Regions from separate parts of the Nomascus leucogenys genome. Here region 1 is linked to region 2. Evidence: chromatin contacts called from public Hi-C data. All regions are on one chromosome and are shown on one strand. Each heading gives the region's core, a stretch centred on a gene start, on an enhancer-like site or on the middle of the called end of the contact. The rest is flanking DNA. Distances are from core to core; before and after follow the strand shown. Region 1 overlaps STAU1 (double-stranded RNA-binding protein Staufen homolog 1). Region 2 holds the start of DDX27 (probable ATP-dependent RNA helicase DDX27).

Region 1 (6,517 bases), core at 2,102-4,601, 75 kb after region 2:
TTCCAAATTAGAAACATTGGGATAAGAAGCTGGGCTTGCTGTGTTTAAGTTCTTATTAAAATGTCTAATAAAATGACTTTTGTCATCCTTTTATTTGGTAAATTATTTGTAAAATGACTTTAGATATAGAAAAATAAAAGAGTCTGTTGGAGCCAGATAATAAATGGTGATGGCTAATTTTCCTAGCACACTGTGAGGGTTAAGTGTGGTTCAGAGCATTTCTTTCTTTTCTGTTGTTTTGTTTTGTTTTGAAATAGGATCTTCCTCTCTCACCCTAGCTGGAGTGCAGTGGCTCACTGCAGCCTTGACCTCTTGGCCTCAAGTGATCTTCCCATCTCAGCCTCCCTTGTAGCTGGGACTACAGGCATGCGCCACCACACCTGGCGAGTTTTTGTATTTTTTGTAGAGATGCGGGTTTTGCCATGTTGCCCAGGCTGGTTTTGAACTGGGCTCAAGTGATCCGCCCACTGTGGCCTCTCAAAGTGCAGAGATTATAGGGATGAGCTATCACACCTGGCCTCTTTCTTAATGTTGCCTAGATTTTACTGCTAAACTATACACTATGGAATCAGTGTTAACAGTAATTCCTACGTTGTGAAGATAAGACTAAGTGCCCACTAAAGCGTCGTCATTTTACTGGGAATGGTTTTTGTGGATTAGTTTTGAACCATTTGCTGCCTCCCTACTTGGAACATTTTGTCAGTCTGGATAATAGGAAATTTTTAATGAGCCAGGCATGGTGGCTCACTCCTATAATTCCAGCACTTTGGGAGGCTGAGGTGGGAGGATCACTTGAGCCCAGGAGTTTGAGACCATCCTGGACAAGATGGAGAGACCGCATCTCTACCAAAAATATTTGAAAAAAAAAAAACAAAAAAACAAACAAAAAAAAACAATGGTGGCATGTACCTGTAGTCTCAGCTAATGAGGAGGCTGAGGCAGGAGAATTGCTTGAGCCTGGGAGATCAAGGCCGCAGTGAGCTCTGATTATGCCATTGCACTGCAGCTGGAGGGGCAGAGCTGAGGCCCTGTCTCAAAAAAAAAAAAAAATTATGTAAAAGAGCAATATAATTTCATTTTCAAAATTTTTTTTGCATTTTTATTTTACTAGTTGCTTTGTTCCTAATGATACTCCTCTGGAAGCAATGGCTTAGAACAGTGAATCGCAACTCCAGTCACCTGGGGACTTATTTAAAAAATAAACAAATACTATAAATAAAACTGCTATCCAGGCCATGCCCTCAAAAATTTGAGTTCAATTGTCTGGAGCGGGCTCCAGAATCTGAACTTGTGAAGCTCCCGAGTGATTGTAGTGCTGCTTTGGTTGAGAACCACTGGCTTAGGGTGTAGAACAGAGCAGTAGACCCATTGTTTTCTATCAGTCTTATGTGGAACCTTGATACATGTGTATAAAATAGAAAAGGAGCATTTTGTTAGTATAAATTGTTGTTAAAAAAATTTTTTTTTTGGCTGGGCATGGTGGCTCATGCGTGTAATTCCAGCACTTTGGGAGGCCTAGGTGGGTGGATCACCTGAGGTCAGGAGTTCGAGACCAGCCTGGCCAACATGATGAAACCCCATCTCTACTAAAAATACAAAAAATTAGCCAAGCATGGTGGCTTGTGCCTGTAGTCCCAGCTGCTTGGGAGGCTGAGATGGGAGAATCACTGGAACCCAGGAGGTGGAGGTTGCAGTGAGCCGAGATTGCACCACTGCACTCCCGTCTGGGCAACAGAGCGAGACTTCGTCTCAAAAACAAAATAAAAAATAAATATTTGTTGTTGTTGTTGTTGTTGAGATGAGGTCTTATTATGTTGCCCAGGCTGGTCTCAGACTCCTGGGCTCAAGTGACCCTCCCACCTTGGCCTCCCAAAGCGCTGGGATTATAGTTATTAGTATAAATGTGTAAGTTTGGATTTATAATAATGATAAAGGCAATTTCTGCGAATGAGGTATATGAGTTTTCAAAACACAAAATTATATTCATTTAAAAACATGGCTGGTAAAGATACGGTCCCCTTTAGGATAGTGATTAACTGCCCTGGGAATGATAGTGAGATGGACTTCATTGCCCCTTTTTTTTGAGACAGAGTCTCACCTGGCTACTTTCTGTATTTTTAGTAGAGACGGGGTTTTGTCATATTGGCCAGGCTGGTCTCAAACTCCTGACCTCAAGTGATCCACCTGCCTTGGCCTTCTGGAGTGCTGGGATTACAGGCATGAGCCACCTTGCCCGGCCCGTTGCCTTGTTTTTTAAGAGGTGGAGTCTTGCTCTGCCACCCAGGCTGGAGTGCAGTGGCAGGATCATAGCTCACTGCAGCCTTAAACTCCTGGGCAATCAATCAAGTGATCTTTTTGCCTCAGCCACCCCAGTAGCTGGGACTATAGGCACACTCCACTGCACCTGGGTAAGTTTTAAATTTTTCTGTAGAGATTAAGGTCTCACTTTGTTGCCTAGGCTGATCTTGAACTCCTGGCTTCAAACCATCCATCGCAGCCTCCAGAAGTGTTGGGACTACAGGCGTGAGCCACTGTGTGTGGCTCATTGTTTTTCTTAAAACAGAAAAAAACAGTCCGATGTCAGTAGTACTTAACTGTTGACGTTGGATAAATCCAGGAAATTGCCTGTTATGTTATTATCTGTACTTTTCTGTATGTTTGAAATAGGTTGTAAATAAAAAGGTAAACCTAATTGGGCTGATAGAATGAACAAAACATTGAAAATTGGGGCATGTACGTGGCATTCAAAGTCTTATGACAGTCTGAGCACCTAGTTTATTTCCAAATTGTGTTCTGGCTGCACATAAAGAGAGCATTCTCATTGGCACAGTTCTTAGCATGTGGACCTTTTTTTTTTTTTTTTTTTTTTTTTTAAACAGATCATCTATTAAAAACTCTGGATGCTCTTCAGGGAAACAGCTGTCAAGATTTATTCTGTTGTGCACAGAAATGAGTTAATCTGGGGTTAGCAAAAGTTACTGTGTTGATGATTTCTAGTATCTTAATCTTTGGTGTGAAACATTTTTGTTGCTGCTTTTTAAAAAATTCAGGCAAAATATACATCTAAAATTATTAAACATTTTTAAGTGCACCGGTGGCATTAAAATACATTCTTGGTTTTGCACAACTATTACTACCACTCATTTTCAGAACCTTTCCATCATTCCAAATAGAAATTCTGGACTCATTCAAGAGTTACTCCTCACTCCCTTGCTTGCAGCCCCGGGTAACCTCTACTTTACTTTCTGTTTCTATGCATTTGCCTAGTCTAGGCACTTCATAAAAATGGATATTTGTTTTTTTATGTCTCACTTATGTTACTTACTGTAATGTTTTCAAGGTTCATCTCTGTTATAGCATGTTTCAGAATTTCATTTCTTTTTTAATGGTGAATGTTTTATGGTATGAATAGTGAATATTTGTTTTTCCAGTCATTTGTTGGTGGACATTTGGGTTGTTTTTACCTTTTGGCTATTGTGAATGCTGCTATGAACCCTGGTGTATAAAAATGTGTTCAAGTTGCTACTTTCAGGTCTTTTGAATGTATATCTAGAAGAAGTGGAATTCCTGGATCATATAATAATTATATGTTTAATTTTTTGAGGAACTACCAAACTGTTTTCCGTAGCAACTGTACCATTTTACATTTTCTATTAAATTAACTTACTTTTTTTTTTTTTTTTGAGACGGAGTCTCACTGGACTGGAATGCAGTGGTGTGATCTTGGCTCACTGCAACCTCCGCCTCCGGGGTTCAAGCGATTCTCCTGCCTCAGCCTACTGTAGCTGGGACTACAGGTGCACGTCACCACGCTCAGTTAATTTTTGTATTTTTAGTAGAGATGGGGTTTCACCGTGTTGGCCAGGCTGGTCTCGAACTCCTGACCTCAGGTGATCTGCCTGTCTCGGCCTCCCAAAGTGCTGGGATTATAGGTGTGAGCCACCGCACGCCCTGCCCATTTTCTATTTTATTTTTAATAAAATCCAAATCTGGTACAAACATTTTACATTTTCATAAGTGACTGGAAGCTTCTCATTTCTCCATATCCAAAAACTTGTTATTTCCATTTCTTTTGATAGCAGCCATCCTTATGGGTGTGAGTGGTATCTTACTGTGGTTTTTTTTTTTTTTTTTTTTTTTTTTTTTTTTTTTTTTTTTTTTGAAACAGAGTTTCACTCTTGTTGCCCAAGCTGGAGTGCAATGGCATAATCTCAGCTCACTGCAATCTCTGCCTCCTGGGTTCAAGCGATTCTCCTGCCTTAGCCTCCCAAGTAGCTGGGATTACAGGCGTCTGCTACCACACCCGGCTAGTTTTTTGTATTTTTAGTAGAGATGGTGTTTCACATGTTGGCCAGGCTGGTCTCGAACCTCTGACCTCAGGTGATCCACCTGCTTCAGCCTCCCAAAGTGCTGCAATTACGGGCATGAGCCACTGTGCCCAGCCAGCTATTTATATTTCTTTAGAGAAATGCCTATGTAAGTCCTTTGCCCATTTTCTAATTGGGTTGTTTTATTGTTGAGTTGTAGTTCTTTATATATTCTGGATATTAATCCCTTATGAGATAAATGATTTGCAAATCCCATTCTGTGGGTTTTCTTCACTCTCTTGATAGTGTCCTTTGATGCATGAATATTTTAAATTTTGATGAAGTCTAATATTAATTAGTGGTTTTCATGTCATATGTAAGAAATCATCACCAAATAGTGTCATGACACTTTTCCCCTATGTTTTCATCTAGGAGCTTTACTGTTTTAGTTCTTATGTTTAAGTATTTGATCCATTTTGAGTTTTTAGTGGTGTGGGGTAAAGGTCCTGCCTTATTATGTTGCATGTGGATATCTAGTTTTCCTAGCACCATTTGTTGAACAAGCTTACAGTATTATTATTTTTTTAAGTTTAATATCTATTTAACTATTAGATTGGTAATTACTTTTGCACCAACCTGTAAATTTCAAGCCAAATCTCTGTAGAACCCCAGCCTTTAAAGCACTTGCTTGCAAATTGCCAGTTTTAAGGATTCACTCATGAAAAAGTAGACCCTTTTTCTGCTTAGGATTTAAACAAAAATACAAGTGTGGACTGGGTATGGTGGCTCACACCTATAAATACCAACACTTTGGGAGGTTGAGGTGGGAGGGTTGCTTGAGCCCAGTTCAAGAGCCCAGTTCAAGACTAGCCTGGACAACATAGCAAGACCCCATCTTTACAAAACATTAAAAAAAAAGAGCTGGGAGTGGTGCCTATGCCAGTAGTCCCAGCTACTCAGGAGGGTGAGATGGGAATATTGCTTGAGGTCAGGAGTTTGAAGCTGCAGTGAGCTATGTTTGTACCACCATACTTCAGACTGGGCAACAGAGTGAGACCCTGTCTCAAAAAAAAAAAAAAAAAGTATGTGTAGGTTAACAAACCACCACAAGTGCTATGAAAATAGTTTTGACTAAGGTGAGATACACTGAAACCAGATTGGAAAGAAAAGATTATGGAAGGATAGAAGGAATTACAAAAAGCGTCTGGAATAAATTTGTTTGTCCAGGATTATACCCTTGGTTATGTATATATTTTTTTAATCTAGAGTTTGTTTTATTTTAATTATAGCTTTTTTTTGGTGGGTGTGACACAGTCTCACACTGTCATTGAGGCTAGAATGCAGTGGCGTGATCATAGCTCACCTCAGCCTCAACACCCTAGGCTCAGGTGATCCTCCCTCCTCAGCCTCCCGAGTAGCTGGGACCACAGGTGTGCGACACCACACCTGCTAATATTTGTATTTTTTTATAAAGATGGGGGTTTGCCATGTTGCCCAGGCTGGTCTCGAACTGGGCATAAGCAATCCGCCCACCTTGTCCTTAAAAAGTTTTGGGATCACAGGCACTAGCCACCATGCCCAGCCCATTACAGCTTTTAATATTCAGTGGCCAGACGCGGTGGCTCATGTCTGTAATCCCAGCACTTCAGGAGGCCAAGGTGGGCGGATCACCTGAAGTCAGGAGTTCGAGAATAGCCTGGCCAAGATGGTGAAACCCCATCTCTGCTAAAAATACAAAAAAAAAAAAAATTAGCCAGGTGTGGTGGTGGGTGCCTGTAATCCCACCTACTTGGGAGGCTGAGGCAGGAGAATCGCTTGAACCCAGGAGGCGGAGGTTGCAGTGATCCAAGATCACGCCATTGCACTCCAGCCTGGGCGACACAAGAGCAAAACTCCATCTCAAAAAAAAAAAAAAAAAAAAAGTTGAGTGTAGGCGGAATATACCTGATAAACATAAGGAAATGCACAACAGATAAAATCTTGGATAGTCCTATACGTTGCCTATTTAGCAGTTTCAGCCATGGGTTCCTGTTCAGATAGTTCTAATCTTAGAAGCAGGACTTTATAAATTCTTTGACAAAATAAGCAATAATGTGAAAAAAAAAACAGCTGTTTTGCCATGTTTTGGGGGACTAAAGAGGAACTAGATAAGCTTTGAGCTTATCTAGTTCCTCTTATTATCACTACAGCACAGTATAAAATCCATGTTA
Region 2 (6,691 bases), core at 3,251-5,750:
TACAAAAAATTAGCCGGGCGTGGTGGCGGGCGCCTGTAGTCCCAGCTACTCGGAGAGGCTGAGGCAGGAGAATGGCGTGAACCCAGGAGGCGGAGCTTGCAGTGAGCCGAGATCGCGCCACTGCACTCCAGCCTGGGTGACAGAGCGAGACTCCGTCTCAAAAAAAAAAAAAAAAAAAAAAAAAAAAAAAAAAAAAAGAAAAGGCAATGCTGGTTTACTTCAATCAGGATAAGGACCAGTGAAGCCTGGATTAAACTGTTCTGGACAGGCAATATTTCTCTTTGAAGCACATGAAATGGAAAATAACTCTGATGCATCTTCTAGTTTAACCAGATTCACAGAAAGTCATGGGATCTTGGCAAACAAGCAGATGACAATGACATCTGTGGTAGCTTTGGCTGTGCTGTGTGGGAACCAGGGACACTGCACAGTGACACCACAGGAGACCACCTGGCAAGTGCTCATACTTTGTTTGGTATTAAAGACAAGTCTTCCCCAGCAAGCAGACTCAGAAAAAAAAAAAAAGACACTGAGTCATTTGTGATCCCTGTGCCCATCTCATCAAAAGTATACCAGATATTTTCTTTTGAGCCAGTTATTTTCAAAGGAGTTCTAGTATCTGCTGAATGTAAACAGTTGGTCAGGCAGGTCAGGGCTAGGCCCTGAAACTCACAGTCCAATCTTAACAGCTCGAAGTCTGGAGCTGTCCATCACTGTCAGTCTCACCTTCTTCTCATTTTTTTTTTTTTTTTTTGGAGACAGAGTCTCACTCTGTCGCCCAGGCTGGAGTGCATGCAGTGGCACGATCTCAGCTCACTGCAACCTCCACCTTCCGGGTTCAAGTGATTCTCCTGCTTCGGCCTCCCCAGTAGGTGGGACCACAGGTACGTGCCACCACAATCGGCTAAGTTTTTGTATTTTTAGTAGAGATGGGGTTTCATCTTGTTGGCCAGGCTGGTTTCGAACTCCTGACCTCAAGTGATCCGCCTGCCTCGGCCTCCCCAAGTGCTGGGATTACAGGCGTGAGCCACTGCGCCCAGCCCCCTCACCTTCTTCTTGAGTTGGCTCATGACATCAGCCAGGGCCCAGCTGCCATCATACGTCCCCTCCTTCTCAGTGAAAACGAAGTCAGGGTTGAAATCAGCACTGCGATTCTTCCGCAAGGCTTTTTGTCGTCTGCCCAGCACAATGGGCCCCTGGGAAGAGTAAGAGACAGAGTGACTTTGGGGGTGAGATAAAGAATGATAGAAAGCAAGAAGGGGCCAGGCAGAGTGGCTCACACCTGTAATCCCAGCACTTTAGGAGGCCAAGACATGCGGACGAGGTCAGGAGTTCAAGACCAGCCTGACCAACATGATGAAATGCAGTCTGTACTAAAAACACAAAAAAGACGGGCGTGGTGGCTCACACCTGTAATCCCAGCACTTTGGGAGGCCAAGGTGGGCGGATCACGAGGTCAGGAGTTCAAGACCAGCCTGGCCAATATAGTGAAACCCCATCTCTACTAAAAATACAAAAATTAGTCGGGTGTGGTGGCACGCGCCTATAGTCCCAGCTACTTGAGAGGCTGAGGCAGAAGAATTGCTTGAACATGGGAGGCGGAGGGTGCAGTGAACCAAGACCACATCATTGCACTCCTGCCTGGGCAACAGAGTGAAACTCCATCTCAAAAAAAAAAAAAGAAATACAAGGCCGGGCGTGGTGGCTCACGCTTGTAATCCCAGCACTTTGGGAGGCCGAGGCGGGCGGATCACGAGGTCAGGAGATCGAGACCACGGTCGGTGAAACCCCGTCTCTACTAAAAATACAAAAAAATTAGCCGGGCGTGGTGGCGGGCGCCTGTAGTCCCAGCTACTCGGAGAGGCTGAGGCAGGAGAATGGCGTGAACCCGGGAGGCGGAGCTTGCAGTGAGCCGAGATTGCGCCACTGCACTCCAGCCTGGGAGACAGAGTGAGACTCCGTCTCAAAAAAAAAAAAAAAAAAAGAAATACAAAATAATTAGCTGGGTGTGGTAGCGCATGCCTGTAATCCCAGCTACTCAGGAGGCTGAGGCAGGAGAATTGCTTGAACCCAGGAGGCAGAGGTTGTGGTGAGCCGAGATTGCGCCACTGCACCCCAGGCTGGGTGACAGGGCGAGACACGGACTCAAGAAAAAAAAATAGAAAAGAATAAGGAAATGAGGGTCACACCTCTCTCAGCAACTGATAGATCAAGCAGACCAAAAATGAGTAAGTCTGTAGAAAATTTGAACAGCACAATTAAAAAGCTTCATCCCAATGAATGTATACAGAACACTGCATTTCTCATTACAGAATGCATACGGAATCAAAAAAAGTGAAATCCATAGAAACAGAGAGTAGAATGGCGGTTGCCAACGGCTGGAGTGTGGTGGAAATGGAGAGATGTTGGTCACACGGTATACACTCTTCAGTTTTGCAATGTACAAGTTCTGGGGATCCAATGTACAGCATGGTGACTACAGTTAATAACAATGTATTGGGCTGGGCAGGGTGGCTCACGCCTGTTATCCCAGCACCTTAGGAGGCGGACACGGGTGGATCAGCTGAGGTCAGGAGTTTGAGGCCAGCTTAGCCAACATGGTGAAACCCCGTCTCTACTAAAAATACAAAAAATTAGCCGGAAGTGGTGGCGCATGCCTGTAGTCCCAGCTACTAGGGAGGCTGAGGCAGGAGGATTGCCTGAACCCGGGAGTTGGAGGCTGCAGTGAGCCGAGATCACGACACTGCACTCCACCCTGGGCGACCCAGCAAGACTCTGTCTCAAAAAAAAATGAAGTGAATGAGACTGGAGTGTTGGTCATGAAGGAGAGCTGTGAGATGAAAGTCAAGATGGGAAGGACAAGATCGTGAGGACCTTGAAAGCCAAGCGAAAGCAGGCTGGAGAGGTTTTTTTGTTTTGTTTTTAGCAATTTGAATCATTTCTTGAAAAACAAACACAGACAAACACTAAACACTGAGTTGGTGCCCGGAGCGGTCCGCAGGGTTGGAGGCCAGCCCCGCATCATGGGTGTGACCGGGCACTGTGTGCCTGTGCAGGGGCCTGGCTCCTCCGGGACTGGCCCATGACCTCCCACGGAGCGGGCTGAGCCAAGGCCTGTCAGAGATGGGGCCGCAGCCAGCAGGCCTGGGCGGCCGCCCGCGCCCACAGGGGACATCGGGGAAATGGGGGCAGTGTGCGGGACCCAGACGCTGCCTGAGGAGTCTTTGCAGGGTGGACAGGCCCGGGGGTCTCTACCAGCAGGCTGGAGAGTTTTAAGCAAGGGAGGTCTCTAACGTGACTGTATCACAAAGAGATCCCTCTGCTGCTAAGCGAAGAATACACTGGAAGTGCTTAAGATAAAGAGATGAAGATGAAGTATGTTTGGACTGCAGGTGTGCTGGTGCGCAGGCATGAGACAGCAGTAGCCGGAGCTAGGGTGGGTACTGTGTGAATGGAGAGAGGCGGGAGAAGCTTAAGAGAGATTCATGAGCTAGCTTGCAGAGCACTGGCGGCAGTGAGGAAGAAAAAACTGTTAAGAATAACTAAGGTTTCTGGCTTGAGAAGGGAACAGGATGAGAGTGAACACAAGTTCAGCTTTGGAGGAGTTGAATTTGTACAGGCCATGGGACATCTGAATAAACCTATCAAGCGGACGGATGAGAGTGCAGAGGGGACAACATCTGGGCTGAATGTTTGAAGGGCAAGCATCCTTTTCAGAACACCAATCCCTCTTTAATTGCCATACTGCTTAATGTCTGCAAGCCCCCACACCACCATGCGCTTCAGGAGAGTGGCACTCACCTTGTTCACTGCTACGTCCCCAACGCTTAACACTAAGTCTAGCACATGTAAGTATTCAATAAACACTGGCTCGGTGAACATATGAAAGTACAGCTAACCATGGCTCCTTGAGCAGGAACCAGGACTGACTTCACCTCTTACAAGGTGTAAGAGAGAGACCTGCTGTCTCTTACACAGGGCGTGGTTAAATATCAGTTCAGTGAATGGATACTGAGTTCAGCAAGGAGACAGGGAACGACACGGCCAAAGAAGCAGGCGGACGTAGAGAAAACCTAGTGGCGGGGAAACTGAGGAAGATCTTGGGGTCCCGGTGAGATCCTTTTCGGGAAACTTCCGGGGCTGGCAGGGGATGATGAGGATTCGGGGACAGGGACCTGAGGAATCGCAAGGAAAGGAAGCAGGCAAGGAAATGAAGCAGCCAAGGAAACCCAAAGACCAGAACCGTGCTAATACCTCCTCTTCTTCGTCCCCGGAGTCAGACTCAGGCTCCACTGGCACCTCGTCATCCTCGCCTATGGTCCCGATTAAGCCGAGGTCCGCTAGCATGTTGTCGCAGAAGCCACTTCCGGAAGCGAGCACAGCGTGCGGTCCGGCCCTTAACTTTTCGCAACCTCCTCGTCGTCTTTGCGCAAGTACCGTGCGTCACTTCCGTTCCAGAGCCCCTTCCTCTCTCCCTGTTCGACCTCTTAAGAGTGCGCATGCGGCAATGTGGGGCGGGGTTTCGTGTGACGACATCAAGGGGCGGGGCCTTTGGTAAGCAAATTCCATTGTCTCCGGCCTCAAAACGGTGGGAGTATTTGAGGAGGGTGCAAGGGTGAGAGAGTCTAAAGAGTTGCATTTATAAACTCTAGATGTGTATATTTATATACAAAAAAGCTGTGGGAGAAAATACAATAAGCAGTTAGCTGTGATTGTTTTGTTTCTGGGTGGTAAAATTCTAAGTAATTTTTTGTCTTTTGTTTTGTTTTGTTTTGTTTTTGAGGCAGGGTTTGGCTCTGTCGCCCAGGCTGGAGCGCAGTGGAGATCATGGCTCACTGCAACCCCGACTTACCGGGCTCAAGCGATCCTCCCGCCTCAGCCTTCTGAGTAACTGGAGGTACAGGCGCCACCACCACGCCCGGCGGAGTTTTACCATGTTGCCCAGGCTGGTGTCGAACTCCTGGGCTCAAGCAATCCCCCTGCCTCGGCCTCTCAAACTGCTGGGATTACAGGTGTGAGCCACTGCGCCCAGCCCCGAAACTTTTTAATTAAAATTAATGTTTATTGTAGGGGAAAAAAATCTCAGAAGAAAATAAAAATCAAGACCAGGCAAGGTGGCTCACACCTTTAGTCACAGCACTTTGGGAGGCCAAGTGGGTGCACCGCTTGTGCTCAGGAGTTCCAGACAACCCTGGGAAACATGGCAAGACCGTATCTCATATATATATATATGGTTTTTGTTTTTTGTTTTTTAATTTAAAACGTTTTGGCTGGGCGTGGTAGCTTACGCCTGTAATCCCAACACTTTGGGAGGCCCAGGCGGGCGGATCACGAGGTCAGGAGATCGAGACCATATTGGCCAATAGGGTGAAACCCCGTCTCTACTAAAAATACAAAAACTAGCTGGGCGTGGTGGCACGTAATCCCAGCTACTTGGGAGGCTGAGGCAGGAGAATCGCTTTAACCAGGGAGTTGGAAGTTGCCGTGAGCCAAGATCGTGCCACTGCACTCCAGCCTGGCAACACAGAGAGCATGGTTGGGCATGGTGGCACACGCCTGTAGTCCCAGCATCTCAGGAGGCTGAAGCAGGAGCATCCCCTGAGCCCAGGTCAAGGCTGCAGTGACCTATGATCGCGCCACTGCCCTCCAACCTGGGTGACAGAGCGAGACCCTTTATTTCAAAAAATAAAGAATGGCCTGGGCGCGGTGGCTCACGCCTGTAATCCCAGCACTTTGGGAGGCCGAGGCGAGTGGATCACAAGGTCAGGAGATCGAGACCATCCTGGCCAATATGGTGAAACCCCGTCTCTACTAAAAATACAAAAAATTAGCTGGGCGTGGTGGCGGGCGCCTGTAGTCCCAGCTGCTGGGGAGGCTGAGGCAGGAGAATGGCTGGAACCCGGGAGGCAGAGCTTGCAGTGAGCCGAGATTGCGCCACTGCACTCCAGCCTGGGCGACAGAGGGAGACTCCGTCTCAAAAAAAAAAAAAAATATTGCCAGCTGGGTGTGGTGACTCTCGCCTGTAATCCCAGCACTTTGGGAGGCCGAGGCAGGTGGATCACCTGAGGTCAGGAGTTTAAGACCAGCCTGACCAACATGGTGAAACTCCGTCTGAACTAAAAATATAAAAAATTAGCCGGGCATGGTGGTGTGTGCCTGTAATCCCAGCTACTCGGGAGGCTGAGGCAGGAGAATCGCTTGAACCCAGGAGGCGGAAGTTGCGGTGAGCTGAGATCACACCATTGCACTCCAACCTGGGCAACAAGAGCGAATGAAACTCCGTCTCAAAAATATATATATTTTATTTTATTTTATTTTTTTTATTTTTTTTGAGACAGAGTCTCACTCTGTCGCCCAGGTGAGAGTGCAGTGGCGCGATCTCGGCTCACTGCAGCCTCCACCTCCTGGGTTCAAGCGACTCTCCTGCCTCGGCCTCCCGAGTAGCTGGGATTACAGGCATGAGCCACTGTGCCTGGCCTAAAACAAACAAACAAAAAAAATACATATATATATTTTAAAAGGAAAAAAAAAAAGGATAGGCTTTGGAGGCACACAGCCTTGATTCAAATCCTGCTTCTGCTCCTTACTGTGTGGCCTTGGGTAACTTCCTAGTTATATATAAAGTAAGGACACTGTTAGGAAGGATATACAACAGCTAAAGAAAAACTCTGGATACAAAGGATGCAAAATG

Evidence for each region. Hi-C and Micro-C count contacts between places; a contact is called where the count stands out from the background.
Region 1: a contact with region 2 is called in a Hi-C map of a lymphoblastoid cell line, with 5 times the contacts expected there. The contact joins the enhancer-like site here to the promoter of DDX27 in region 2. A contact is called at or near these places in 4 of 4 Hi-C or Micro-C datasets (a lymphoblastoid cell line and an unstated tissue).

The regions. Positions count from the first base shown.
Region 1 is chr13:14,954,355-14,960,871 of Asia_NLE_v1, forward strand. All of the region lies in intron 3 of STAU1 (double-stranded RNA-binding protein Staufen homolog 1), which reads left to right. Among named protein-coding and RNA genes, the nearest start is that of STAU1, 50 kb to the left of the region's middle. Within about 2 kb of position 3,352, the one cell type or tissue checked has an H3K27ac peak away from gene starts, as active enhancers do. A contact at or near this core is called in a lymphoblastoid cell line, where this site is marked.
Region 2 is chr13:14,878,258-14,884,948 of Asia_NLE_v1, forward strand. DDX27 (probable ATP-dependent RNA helicase DDX27) reads right to left here and starts at 4,501. Exons shown (of 21, transcript XM_030826704.1): 1 at 4,255-4,501; 2 at 1,050-1,196. The coding sequence starts at 4,347.